3 separate regions of the Danio rerio genome follow, and all the other regions are linked to region 2. The links are chromatin contacts, called in public HiCAR-type maps. All regions are on one chromosome and are shown on one strand. Each heading gives the region's core, a stretch centred on a gene start, on an enhancer-like site or on the middle of the called end of the contact. The rest is flanking DNA. Distances are from core to core; before and after follow the strand shown.

What was found. HiCAR-type assays count read pairs that join an accessible place to other places.
Region 1: a HiCAR-type map of caudal fin shows a contact between it and region 2, with 5 times the contacts expected there. The contact joins two enhancer-like sites. A contact is called at or near these places in 6 of 18 Hi-C or Micro-C datasets (caudal fin, embryo, skeletal muscle and 1 more) and 1 of 4 datasets of contacts at active chromatin or transcription factors (caudal fin).
Region 3: a HiCAR-type map of caudal fin shows a contact between it and region 2, with 6 times the contacts expected there. The contact joins two enhancer-like sites. A contact is called at or near these places in 5 of 18 Hi-C or Micro-C datasets (caudal fin, embryo and hematopoietic stem cells) and 1 of 4 datasets of contacts at active chromatin or transcription factors (caudal fin).

Annotation. Positions count from the first base shown.
Region 1 is chr3:22,080,769-22,085,028 of GRCz12tu, forward strand. rapgefl1 (Rap guanine nucleotide exchange factor (GEF)-like 1) reads right to left here. Exons shown (of 17, transcript XR_012400951.1): 16 at 1-1,666. Among named protein-coding and RNA genes, the nearest start is that of rapgefl1, 72 kb to the right of the region's middle. Within about 2 kb of position 2,728, at least 4 of the 62 cell types and tissues checked have an H3K27ac peak or open chromatin away from gene starts, as enhancers often do.
Region 2 is chr3:22,172,477-22,176,655 of GRCz12tu, forward strand. All of the region lies in intron 2 of LOC141381189 (a long non-coding RNA gene), which reads left to right. It overlaps casc3 (casc3 exon junction complex subunit), which reads right to left. Exons shown (of 13, transcript NM_205716.1): 13 at 4,044-4,179. Among named protein-coding and RNA genes, the nearest start is that of rapgefl1, 19 kb to the left of the region's middle. Within about 2 kb of position 2,290, at least 4 of the 62 cell types and tissues checked have an H3K27ac peak or open chromatin away from gene starts, as enhancers often do. A contact at or near this core is called in caudal fin, where this site is marked.
Region 3 is chr3:22,060,743-22,064,956 of GRCz12tu, forward strand. It overlaps ppp1r9ba (protein phosphatase 1, regulatory subunit 9Ba), which reads left to right. Exons shown (of 12, transcript XR_012400947.1): 7 at 2,449-2,592. Among named protein-coding and RNA genes, the nearest start is that of ppp1r9ba, 75 kb to the left of the region's middle. Within about 2 kb of position 1,884, at least 19 of the 62 cell types and tissues checked have an H3K27ac peak or open chromatin away from gene starts, as enhancers often do. A contact at or near this core is called in caudal fin, where this site is marked.

The DNA.
Region 1 (4,260 bases), core at 1,478-3,977, 91 kb before region 2:
ATATCTAACATCCTTAAAAAGATAGAAATCAAATTGATTATTATTAGTATTCCTAATTGAAATTTTGAGTTTTTTACAAATTGTCTATATAAATGCATCATTTTTGCTTGTAGTCTTGCAGACATTACATAACGTTCAAATATTCATATAAGGAATGTTTAATCTTACAGGATAACATTATATATGTTTGTGTATATTTTCCCCCTCCCAGTGATTGGAAATATCAAAATATTAAAGTATGTATCTTTTTTGTACAAATATCTATCGTCCATGAACTAAAAAGATAGATTCATTAATACATTCTGATTATAATTTCAGTCTTCATATCTATATCATTTTTGGCTCCACTTTTTAAACAGTTTCTTTGCTTTAAGTATGTTTTATCAAATATATTTTCACATGCAGTGCTCAGCATATATGAGTACATATATGAGTAACCCTAACCCTAACACCTCTGACAAATCGATCTTTTACATTCATATTTTGAATAGGAAGCTATACAATATAATATGTATGCATATACATTAGATTAGTCAGTGATGAAGCCAAATCTGGAGCTTATCTAACAAAATCACTTATGATATCGGTCCAAAAACTAGTACAGCCAAATTTATGTTATAGAAAAATATTAAATACAAATTTAAACAAGAGGAAAAATCTAGAAAAGCGACGAAAAAAACATAAAAATTTAGTTGAAATTTTGTAGGTTGTAATTTGTTTTTGCAATATTTTGCTCAAATTTAATTGAATTTTCTTCCAATTTTTAAATGTTTGGTGACTAAAATATGATTTGATTAAATATATCTGTTTAATAAATCAGATTTTTTTAAAATGCACTAAACAAACATTTCCTACATTCACTGAGAAATGGAGAAAAATATTCATTTACAAAATGGGCTGTACTCAATTATGCTGAGCACTGTATACCTGCTGTTTGGTTTTCATGATGAACACTGACATGAAGTGGTTTACGCAGTAGCTACATTCACCGATGTCCTCTGTCTTCAGGATAGTGGAGCTGGTCTTGGATTGGGACTCTATTGATGGCTGGGGATCCATATTGTTCAGAACACAAACATTGAATGACTGCAGGCCAGTTTGCACATGGGGTGCAGTAAGTGCCAGTGTTGGCAAGGGACGAGGGAAGACCACAGGTCAGATTGTCACATGTATTTAAGGGTCATGAATGAGTAAAATAAAATAAAATTGAAAAAGTGCAGTGTTTCTGAAGGCCCGGACGACAATACGAATAAGCTTATTCCGGTTTGGTTCAGTTCGACTGATGGCAGTGCAATCAGGAGAGGTTTCCCTTCAGCAGAAAAATAGTCTGAAAAACGAATCCAGATATGGCGAATAATGAATGCTCATAATCAACACTGACACAGAATCTCACTCAAAGCACAATTCATGGACACTATTCGTCGATCGGTGATGCGGAGGCGGAGCCTGAGATGATTGACAGCCCAGCTGGCTTGATCCGTGACGGTGGAGAATGAAGTGTCTGTGTCTGGAGGTTTTCTAGATATGGCTTGTAGGTCCCTTCACATGTCTTTTGGCTCCAGTTTGCTGGACATCTCAAAAAGCAGGTTCTGATTGTCGATGACCTGCAGCTGCCGGACGTACGCTTTCGTCTGGAGGTGCGAAGGGGACGGCTCGGCCTCCATAGCTGTTGGACAGGAAGAAAAACACACATCAGATAAAGGAGCTGCTTGAAAAACATCCAAACATTCAAATGCAAGTCAGTGTATTTCATTGTTTTTTGTATTATACAGTGCTCAGCATAACTGAGTACAGCCCATTTTGAAAATGAGTATTTTTCTCCATTTCTCAGTTAATATGGGCAATGTATTTTGGTGCATTTAAACAACTGATTAAAAAACTGATTTATTAAATAGATATATTTATTCAAATCATATTTTAGTCTCCAAACATATTTAGAAATTAAAAGATAATACAATTAATTTCAGGCTAAATATTGCAAAAATAAATTACAACCTTCAAAATTTCAATGTAATTTTACATGTTATTATTATAATTTTTTTGCGTTTCTTGATTTTTCCTTTTTTTTATTTGTATTTAAGATTTTTCTACAACATATAAATTTGGCTGTACAAGTTTTTGGACCGTTATTTTGTTAAATAAGCTCCAGATTTGGCTTCAGTACTGACTAATCTAAAGTATATTCATAAATATAACATTGTACAGTTTCCTATTTAAAATATGAGTTTAAAAAGAGAGATTTGTGAGGGGTGTGCTTATATATGCTGAGCATTGTATAAACGCACACCTATGTCTTGATTTTATACACATTTGTTTATTTTATGTTGAGCTGTATTTTCAGAAAGTTTTATGATTTCTTTTTAAATTAATCATTAATCAAATTTATTGCAAAATTAGCACACAGCTAAAACCACTACTCATTGATTAAAAGGTGATTAAAGGAGTCTCATAAACAAAGAACAAAGATAAAGAACATAAAAGATAGTGTTGAAATGAAAGAATTATAGCATCCTCCACAAAGGTAGGTGTGTGTGTGTGTGTGTGTGTGTGTGTGAGTGTGAGAGATTCAGTGTCAGATCACATGGTGGCGTGTTTGAGCTGAGAGACTCACATTCATGTGATCTCAAACATTCATGTCCAGCTGACCACACACACACTGCTAAACCACACTTCTCCAAAAGAAAGGGAGTTGAAAGAAAGAAAAACTGAGAGAAAATGGAGAGAGAGAGTGCGCCAGGCTCTTTCAGGCTCTATGAATAGCTGCACATTGTCCTGCCTGATCTTCAGAAAGAACTGTCACTCCGCCTCTGCATCAGCTTCAGCTGTCAATCATGTTCTGGCAGGACTAAAACTGCAGGTTCACAACACCAACAGCTCGTCATCTGCAAACCTGCACCGCTAAACTCACTCACAGAATTAACTGCACCAAACAACTGAGCACAAACATTATGCATCATTAGACTCCAGTACAAATATCTATCATCCTTAAAAAGGTAGAAATCAAATAAGAGTAAGGATCATGCAATGCTAAAAAAAAATGCCTTTTTTTCTCAATTAAGTTTTGTAGAAGTTAATTTAATATATAGTATTATGTAAACTGGTGGCACAGTGGGTAGCATGATTGCCTCATAGCCAGAAGGTCGCTGGTTTGAGCTCTGGCTCGGTCAGTTGGTATTTCTGTGTGGAGTTTGCATGTTCTCCGTGTTCACGTGGGTTTCCTCCGAGTGCTCCGTCTTCCGTTTTTTTCTGTAGGTGGATAAGCTAAATTTTCTGTAGTGTATGTGTGTGAATGAGAGTGTATGGGTGTTTTCCAGTGTTGGGTTGCGGCTGGAAGGGCATCCGATGTGTAAAATATATGCTAGATAAGTTGGTGGTTCATCCCACTGTGGCAACCCCGGATTAATAAAGTGACTAAACCGAAAAGAAAATGAATGAATGATGTAAACTATGTATTAACTATTATTTAAATTGGTTGACTTTAGTAGCACCTGACAAATGATTCCCAGCAGAACATTGCAAAAACAATCAATATTCTAAACATACAGTTAAAGTTAACATTATTAGCCCTCCTGTGGATTTTTTTCCTTTCTTTTTCAAATATTTAATTTCATATTTTACTTTTTTAAATGTATATTTAACAGGGTGAGGATATTTTTTATTTATTTCATTATTTTATTTTAATATATAATATATTATATATATAATATATGATATATTATATCTCTCTTCTGGAGAATGTCTTATTTGTTTAAGGTAAATATTATTAGCTCAGTTACAGAAGCCTCTACAGAAGGATTTGCCTAATTACCGTAACTTGTTTAATTAACCTAGTGAAGCTTTAAAATGTTTAAGTTTAAGTTGAATACTAATATCTTAAAAAAATATCTAGTCAAATATTATGTACTGTCATCACAGCAACGATGAAAAAATGAGTTATTAAAACTAGTATGATTAGAAATGTATTGTCTTTCCTTTAAGCAGATATTTGGGGGGGAAAATATACAAGGGGCTAAAAATTCTGACTTCAACTATGCAGGCATATTATAACAGTTGGGTTCCAGATCAGCAAAGATGCTAAAAATGAATCTTTGCCATCACAGGATAATTATTTCAAATTATATTTCAACATAAATTAGTTATTTTAATATTTTATTAAAATTATTGTTTTATTAATTAATTCATTTTCTTTTCGGCTTAGTCCATTTATTAATCTGGTGTCGCCACAGCGGAATGAACCAACTTATCCATGTCCATTTGTTT
Region 2 (4,179 bases), core at 1,040-3,539:
GAAATTCTGTGAATTAAACTGCACAACCCAAAATAAATTATGCTAATTAAAAGGATAAGAGTTGGCCCACTATAAAACAAAAATGATTGATTTTATTTTATTTTATTTAACATGTTTGCATTTATGAGAAAAAAAGCTTTGATATGGATGTGACAGATATGACATTGCCAGTTGTGACTTTGGTAAATCAAATCAAATAGTTTAAAAACATTTACAAGACATTTTTGAGTATTTCTAAAGTACTGTAAAATACTTGCTTACAATAAACTTTATCCGTATTTTGGTGAATTTTTTTTTATGGCAAGGTTGACATTTGCATGGAATTGCTCATACAACATTTACTAACATAGTTATTATTCTTCTCGTGAACAGGCCTCTCTCTGTTGACATGCTTTTGTGATTAAGCTATGAAATCTGGTAACACAAAACTGTCCTGCTTTCCCCTTTCAGCTGTATCATGATTTCACTAGTTTAAATGTTTTGTAATATGAACCGGTAAACAATGGCACAGGTATGCTTTAGCCAGGATGCATCACAAAAGACTGAATGCTGACTGAATACTTGTATAATAGGTCAGTGAGACAGCAGTTTCACTGATCCTGTGCATAATAATTACATTATGATTATGCAAGAGTGTTTTGGTAGGGTGTTGTCAAGAGGATGCACGCAACTGCAAAGATGCAGCTCAAGTGATTTAATATACATAAAACACATAAGTCTACTTTATTGTTTCACACATCGTTTGTAAAATACCTAATTAAATAATGCCATCATTTCACTGTAAAACCCAACAGTCAACTTGATCAAATAAGTGTAGTAAACTCAAAATTGACTGAAAGTTAATTCTACTCATTTGAAAGGTTTTGAACTCAGTGATGAAGGTAATGAGTTAATTAAATACCTCATTACTTCAACTTAAATGGAGAAAGTTCACAGTACTCATATAGATTGTTTTTTTACTTAAATGGTTTTAAATGAGTTTTACAGTATTCATTTGGTTAGAGTTCTTTTCATTTATCGTGTTTTACTGTGCTCAAATTACTTCATTTACGCAAATATTAAGTTCACAGTACTCGTTAGGATTAGTGTTTGAACTTAAATGGTTTGTTGCGATGAGTTTCCTCAAACAGTTTGAGTTCTTAACTTTTTGGGTTTAACAGCGTAGGGCCAGACAGAATCTGCAGATATTTTTTGCTATTTCTGCTGAGAATATATAATAAATAAGATAGAAAATAAATAAAAAATCTATGCAGAATGATTTTTAGGAGTATCGCTAACAACATAATATATGAAATCAACAATTAATTATAATAAATTATTGTCTCAAATTACAGAAATATTAGTAAAATAAATTAAAAACTGAATAAATATAATTGTACAAACATTTACACAAGTAAAATACATAGACTTAACGATGGGCTAAAAGTCTGTGGATTTCTACGCGTGCAGATTTATCATTTAGCATAATAAATAATAGTTGTGTAAAAATTAAACTTACTCAATTTGGGTTTTGGGAGATGGCAAACTGGGAGATGACCAGCAAAAACCTGCTTGGCCAACCTAGAAGACAAGCCAAAACCAGCTAAGTCCAGCTTAAACCAAGCTGGTTATTCCAGCTGGTCTCTCAGCCTGACTAGTTTAGACCAGGCTGAAATAGCCAAACCCCCTCTAAAACCAGACTGGTACATAGGCTAAAACCATCCAACCGGCTTACGAGTTAAGATGTTTTTTTTCCACCCAAGAGTTTTATTTTAAATCAATATTTATTTCCTTGTCGAACTGGTATTTTAATAAGTGGATTTTGTAAATATTGCATTAGTCAATTTTGAATTAAGACGAACAGAATCTAGTTAAGCAAGATCCTCTAGCATTAAAATAAATAAAGTATTAGATGTTTATTGCTTTTATGCTTGAAATAAAACTCTTATCTTGACCAATATATTTTCAGCTAAATGTTTGAATCTATTCCTTTAGCTTTTGTTCAGTCAGGCTAGTTACCAAGATAATGTTATACATTTGCCATTTTTGTGTATCCGTTTTTAAGTAATTCTGACATTTCAGATTTATTGCAAATATTTCATGTATGGTGCCTGGAAAATACTTTGTAAAGATCATTGTGCATGTATGCATTTTAACTCCTACTTTCAATAATTCTCTAACGTAAATTTTTCGTCTTTTTCCAAAGGTGGAATATTAGTAAAGAAAAGTTCTCCTTTCAGCTAGTGCAGTGCCTCTGCTTAGATCTAAGTCTGCTGTGAGGCAAAGCATGTCAGAGCAGCAGTGGAGAATGAATGCATTAGTTCCCCCAAGTGGATATTTTGAAGTACTGACAGCGACACCACTGCTAAGCCTGACCTAATTTTCCCGCCTATTGCTCTATATCACGTTGTACTGCTGAAGTGATCTATAATTAAGTCTCTCACGTACATATAAGATTTGTTATGCATATTTAGCGGTAAACATAAGCAGTCTAGAACTGTGGAATCTGCACACTGCGTTACTGCCTGTGGAAAACAAAAGTTTTATTTTGTGTTTCTCTAACTATCAGTTGCGAACAGGCCAATGCCTTGTTAAAGACAGTAAATCCACAGCAAAATGCCAAAATAAGCTAAAAGAGTGCTGAAATGAGCGCCGCAGCAGGTTTTGGGTGTAATTTTGAGGCGCTGCTATAAAGAGCGAAGCGGCAGAAGCTCTTGGCAGCATCAGTGCGGCAGAAGGAGACGCTTCTCTTTTGGCAAAGTCACAATTTAACACAAAACCACTGGCGGACACGCGGAAAAATCGCAATGTTGTTTACAAAAGCGACTAATAGGGATCACATTTCACATCTTTTAAGATCTTATGCTCAATTATCAGAAGGGAGAGCAGTATGCTATGCACCAGGCAGAAGTCATAAATAAGAGCACATGAAAAAGGTTAAGTAAAACTTCCACAGTAATGTAGGCTTAACATTTGAACAGGGAATTAAGACACGTTAATGATTCAATAATTCAAGCATAAATACACTCACCGGCCACTTTATTTTTAGGTATGCCTGTGACTTTAAACGTGGCGAGGTTGTTGGTGCCAGACAGGCTGGTCTGAGTATTTCAGAAACTGCTGATCTACTGGGGTTTTCAACCATCTCGGGTTTATAGAGAAGAGTCCGCAAATGCCTTGTTGACTCCAGAGGTCAGAGGAGAATGGCCAGACTGGTTCAAGCTGATAGAAAGGCAACAGTAACTCAATCAACCACTCGTTACAACCGAGGTCTGCAAAAGAGCCTCTCTAAACAATCAACACGTCCAACCTTAAGGTGGATGGGCTAAAGAAGCAGAGGACCACACCGGGTGCCACTCCTGTCAGCCAAGGACAGGAAACTGAAGCTAAAATTTGCACAGGTTCATCAAAATTGGATCATAGAAGTCTGGAAAACTGCCTGGTCTGAGGAGTCTCGATCTCTGCTGCGACATTTAGATGGTACAGTAGGGTCAGAATTTGGCCTCAACAACATGGATGTATCCATCCTGCCTTGCATCAACGGTTTAGACTGGTGTGTAATGGTGTGGGGGATATTTTCTTGGCACACTTTGGGCCCATTAGTACCAATTGAGCATCGTGTCAACACCAGAGCCTACCCAAGTATTGTTGCTGACCATGTCCATCCCATTATGACCACAGTGTCCCCATCTATTGATGGCTACTTCCTTCAGGATAACACACCGTAACTGCAATATGGACCAAAATCTCTCAGGAATATTTCCAGTAGCTTGTTGAATCTATGCCACTTTATTTAAGAAATAAGGCAGTTCAGAAGGCGAAAGGGGGTCCAACCCTGTGTATAACAAAGGTGTACCTATTAAAGTGGCCAGTTAGTATGTAAATATTGATAGAAATAAAGATTTCTTGAGCGCTAAATTACATCATTTAAAGTATGACCTAAAGGATCTAAAATAAAAGATAAGAAAATCATGATATCGATATCATGTCCTAGATTGCAAAATGCCATGTAAATTACAGAGAATGTGCCATGTAAATAGCAAAGAGCCAAGACAAGGGAAGTGTTATATTCAGTTGTTGTTTAATTTCATCTCCTGACATTGCTCCACAAAACAAAAATGAAACACTTTTAATATTTTTCAAACATCTATGAAACATACAAGCCCTCACAGTGTAGTCAGGTCTAATCAAACAAAAACA
Region 3 (4,214 bases), core at 634-3,133, 110 kb before region 2:
AACTAATAATTTGATCAAACTCAGTAAATTGATCAAATGTAATGTAGCTTTTTTATTTTTAGTAAATGCTTTAATCTTTAAAACATGTTGTTTCTGCAATTTTATTTATATATATAATATGAAAAACACAGTAATGATGCTGAAAATCCTCATGTGCTGTCTCAGGAGTTAATTGCGTGGTACATTTCACAATATATTAAAATATTTTTGAAAATATTTCATTGTAATATTGTTTTTATCAATTCAATGCAGCTAAGATGCTTTCTAAACATTTAAAAATGTTTACTGACCTTAATGCCAATATAATAAAGTATAATATATAATAATCATTATGATAATATATTTAAAATTGTATACAGTATATTATATATAATGTACATGTATTTTAAGCAGATTAAAGAGATTTCTGAAGAATAATAGATGCTGAAGACTTGTTTGTTCATTCATTCATTCATTTTCTTTTTGGCTTAGTCCCTTTATTAATCTTTTAATGAAAAAGTTTGCCATAGCGTAATGAACCACCACTAATTTATCCAGCATATGTTTTGCACAGCGGATGCCCTTCTAGCCGTAACCCATCACTGGGAAACACCCATACACTATGGACATTTTAGCTCACCCAAATCACCTTCAGCGCATGTTTTTGCTGGGAATGTGGGGGAAACCGAAGCACCTGGAGGAAACGTACACAAACACGGGGAGAGCATGCAAACTCCATTTAGAAATGCCAACTTAACCAGCATCCTCCTTGCTGTGAGGCGACTGCATTACCCACTGTACCACCGCGCTGCCCCAAGACTTGTTTAATAATTCATAAAAAAGAATTGCAAAGTACTTTTTCTATATAAATATTATAAATATTGAAATTTGATTATTTTATTGTCATAATATTTATCAATATTAAATGTAGTGACTTGAAAAAGACATTCTGTAAAGACAAAGACCTCAAATTTAATGTAAAGAATATAATTTTATATATAATAATAATAATAATAACAATAAATAAAATAATATAGTTTTAAGTAATGTAATTAATTTGTGTGTGTTGATAATGTTTTATTATTATATATATTATTACATTTCTAATTTAGTTATTTTAATCAACATTTTGAAGAAGTTTTATTAAAATATTATTTTTTATTTTGCAAATAACACTTGTTAGATGTCATGTAAATAGAACATGTTAGAAATGTTTTATTAGTCTCTGATTTACCTGAAAACTGTGTATTTATTCCAAAAGCTCAAGACTTTGTTAATTATAGCTTTTGTCAAATTTGGTAAAATATGTAGATGTAACTTTTTCATTTAAACGGTTCAGTTTGGTGATGAATGTTCATAATTTCCCACAGCTATATTTTGGTTGCCCACTGAAGCTAAGCAGTGTTGAGTCTTGTCAGGATCTGGATGGATCACCATCTACAGGTGTTTGTGAGGTGTTGCATACTTTGAATTGTGTGGGTCCCAATGCTGCAGGATAGTGACAGGGACTCTATAGTGTAAGAAGCAGATGACATAGAGCATTAAACTGAGGTCCTGACCCTGGATTCTCTGTAACTGTGTGCCACCGCTCGTAAATAGTAGAGCTGTAACCCTGGCAGCCTGTGCAGATTTCCTCTGTTGCTCTTTGTCCTCCTAATAACCGTCCTCTCTCTCTCTTTATCTGTGTTTTAAATACAATTAAATCTAGAGTACTTGTGGAATTTTCTTTTTACAGATCTACATAAGATTGGTGTAAATATTCTAAAGAATTTATTTTACAAGTCATTATTAACAAGCACACCACATTGCATCAGAGGAACTGAGATGTTTGTGTCATTATGCGTGTCATGAACCCTGATATGAGTTTGCAGACAGGAAGTCATTGTGCGGGAGTTTTGCCTGCTCGTGTCTCAGCTTGCAGTGGAAGTCCCCTTAAAAGGATGTTTGTGATGGTGTATATGCGACACGCTCTTTAGGCCTTGTTTGGTGTATGGCAGGCATTTGGGGTCAGAGTAATTGACGCTTTTGGATGTGGGGTACTGGCTGGTTGTTTCATTTCAGATGTGTTGGTACATGCTTTTCACTCTGGTGCTCAGTTTTCTCAGAAATACACAAGTGACAAGTATTTGGGTGCATGGATGTTTGTTGAAGGTCCGAGATGTTCTCCAAGGTTCCAAATAAGTACAAATCTAGCATGGAAATGAATCAAATGGCTTCAGTTTGCTTTACTTCATCTTCCTGCAGCTGCACAGTCAATTCAAAATGGTGGTTGGCCAGTCACAGGAGTGTTTTTATAGTGTCCTGGCATGTGTTTTCCTCCCAATCCTATTGGCTTCAGGCTTGCTTAACTCTGACATCTAGTGGTTGATGGTTTTATCACACTGATCAGACTCCTACATGAGGGTATTTTGCATTAAACACACACAACAATGTCTCAGTGTCCTTCTGTTTTCTGTCTGTTCTTTTCAGACGGGTGAATGTGCCACCGATGAAGAGGAAGAGATGAGCCCCATGTTTCCTAATGCCATTGAGGTGTTTGATCTGGCAGAGAATGAAGACATGCTCTCTCCTGTGGAGATGGACCCAGAGAAACTGGCTCACAAGTTTAAGGAGGTCAGTGGAACATGAGGACCATTTTAAAACTGACCAGAAAAAGTGTTCAGACCGTCTCACGCTGCTTTTACTGACTGTGATTTGCTCTATAAATTACCTGTGAATTGATGCCCTGTGGATGCCAACGGCTGAACATTATATTAATTGTATGATCAGAAATCTAGGTTTTAAAAACTTTTATTTACATTTGATTTCATAATCTGCCTGTCTGTCTGGCTTAGTTTACCTAATTATCTCATTCTCTTTTAACTATCAGTCTATTACAGTTTGTCTGTTGAATCTTTTATGTCAAAGTTAAAGTATTTGAAACATGGGTATTAGGAGTTCAACAAGACACAGATCCCACAAGATGAGATGAGATGAGATACTAGACTGAGTTAATGAGAATCAGACAAGATTGAGTCTAGCACTATATATATGTATATGTACACCCTTCACAAATCAATCTTTTAAATTAATATTTTTATGAATATTTGTGCATATACATTAGATTAGTCTGTACTAAAGCCAAATAAGGAGTTTGTCTAAGGATGTAATTTGTTTTTGCAATATTTTGCTTGCATTTAATTGTATTATCTTTTAGTTTCTAAATATGTTTGGTGACTAAAATATTATTTTAATAAATATATCTGTTTAAGAAATCTGTTTTGTTGAAATGCACCAAACATACATTGCCTCTATTCACTAATAAAACTAAATGTAGGTGCATTTTGAAATGAACTTGTTCTTGAAAACTAAATATTTAATGGAATTAAACTTCTATTTGAATAAATTATATGCAGCAGTAAACATGTAAACACTGCAACACATTTTCTCTCAAACTCAACTTGCAGGCAAGTAATGGCACAAAATATTATACAATATATTAAGGCCAAAATTATTAATACCCCTTACAAATATTCTGACTTAAAGTTTTTTTATTCAACCAGCAAGTTTTTTTATTTTTATTATTTGACCAGAAATGAGACAGGCTTCTCACAAAAGGTAATAACACGATGTACAAGAGGCTTCATTCTTGAAAAAAAAAAAGTTTGCCAGCTTTTATTGACATTTGTAGAAAGTGTATGCAAACACTCATACAGAGAAGTGGACAAAACTGTTGGCACCCTTCAATTTTGTACAGTTTCTTTATATTGCCACAATTTGAAAACAATATCTGATTTGATTTGTTTATTTTCTGACATTTTTGATTAATCAAATAATTAATTTTTATTTTTATATTTTATTTGATTAATTTTCGTTCATTCATTCATTTTCTTGTTGGCTTAGTCCCTTTATTAATCCGTGGTCGCCACAGCGGAATGAACTGCCAACTTATCCAGCAAGGTTTTACACAGCAAATGCCCTTCCAGCCGCAACCCATCTCTGGGAAACATCCACACACACATTCACACACACACTCATACACTACAGACAATGTAGCCTGTGGGGGAAACCGGAGCACCCGGAGGAAACCCACGCGAAGGCAGGGAGAACATGCAAACTTCACACAGAAACACCAACTGAGCTGAGGTTCGAACAAGCGACCTTCCTGCTGTGAGGCAACAGCTCTACCTACTGCGCCACTGCCTCGCCTGATTAATTTTCATTTTTAGGTTATTTCAGTGATCACTGTACTTTTT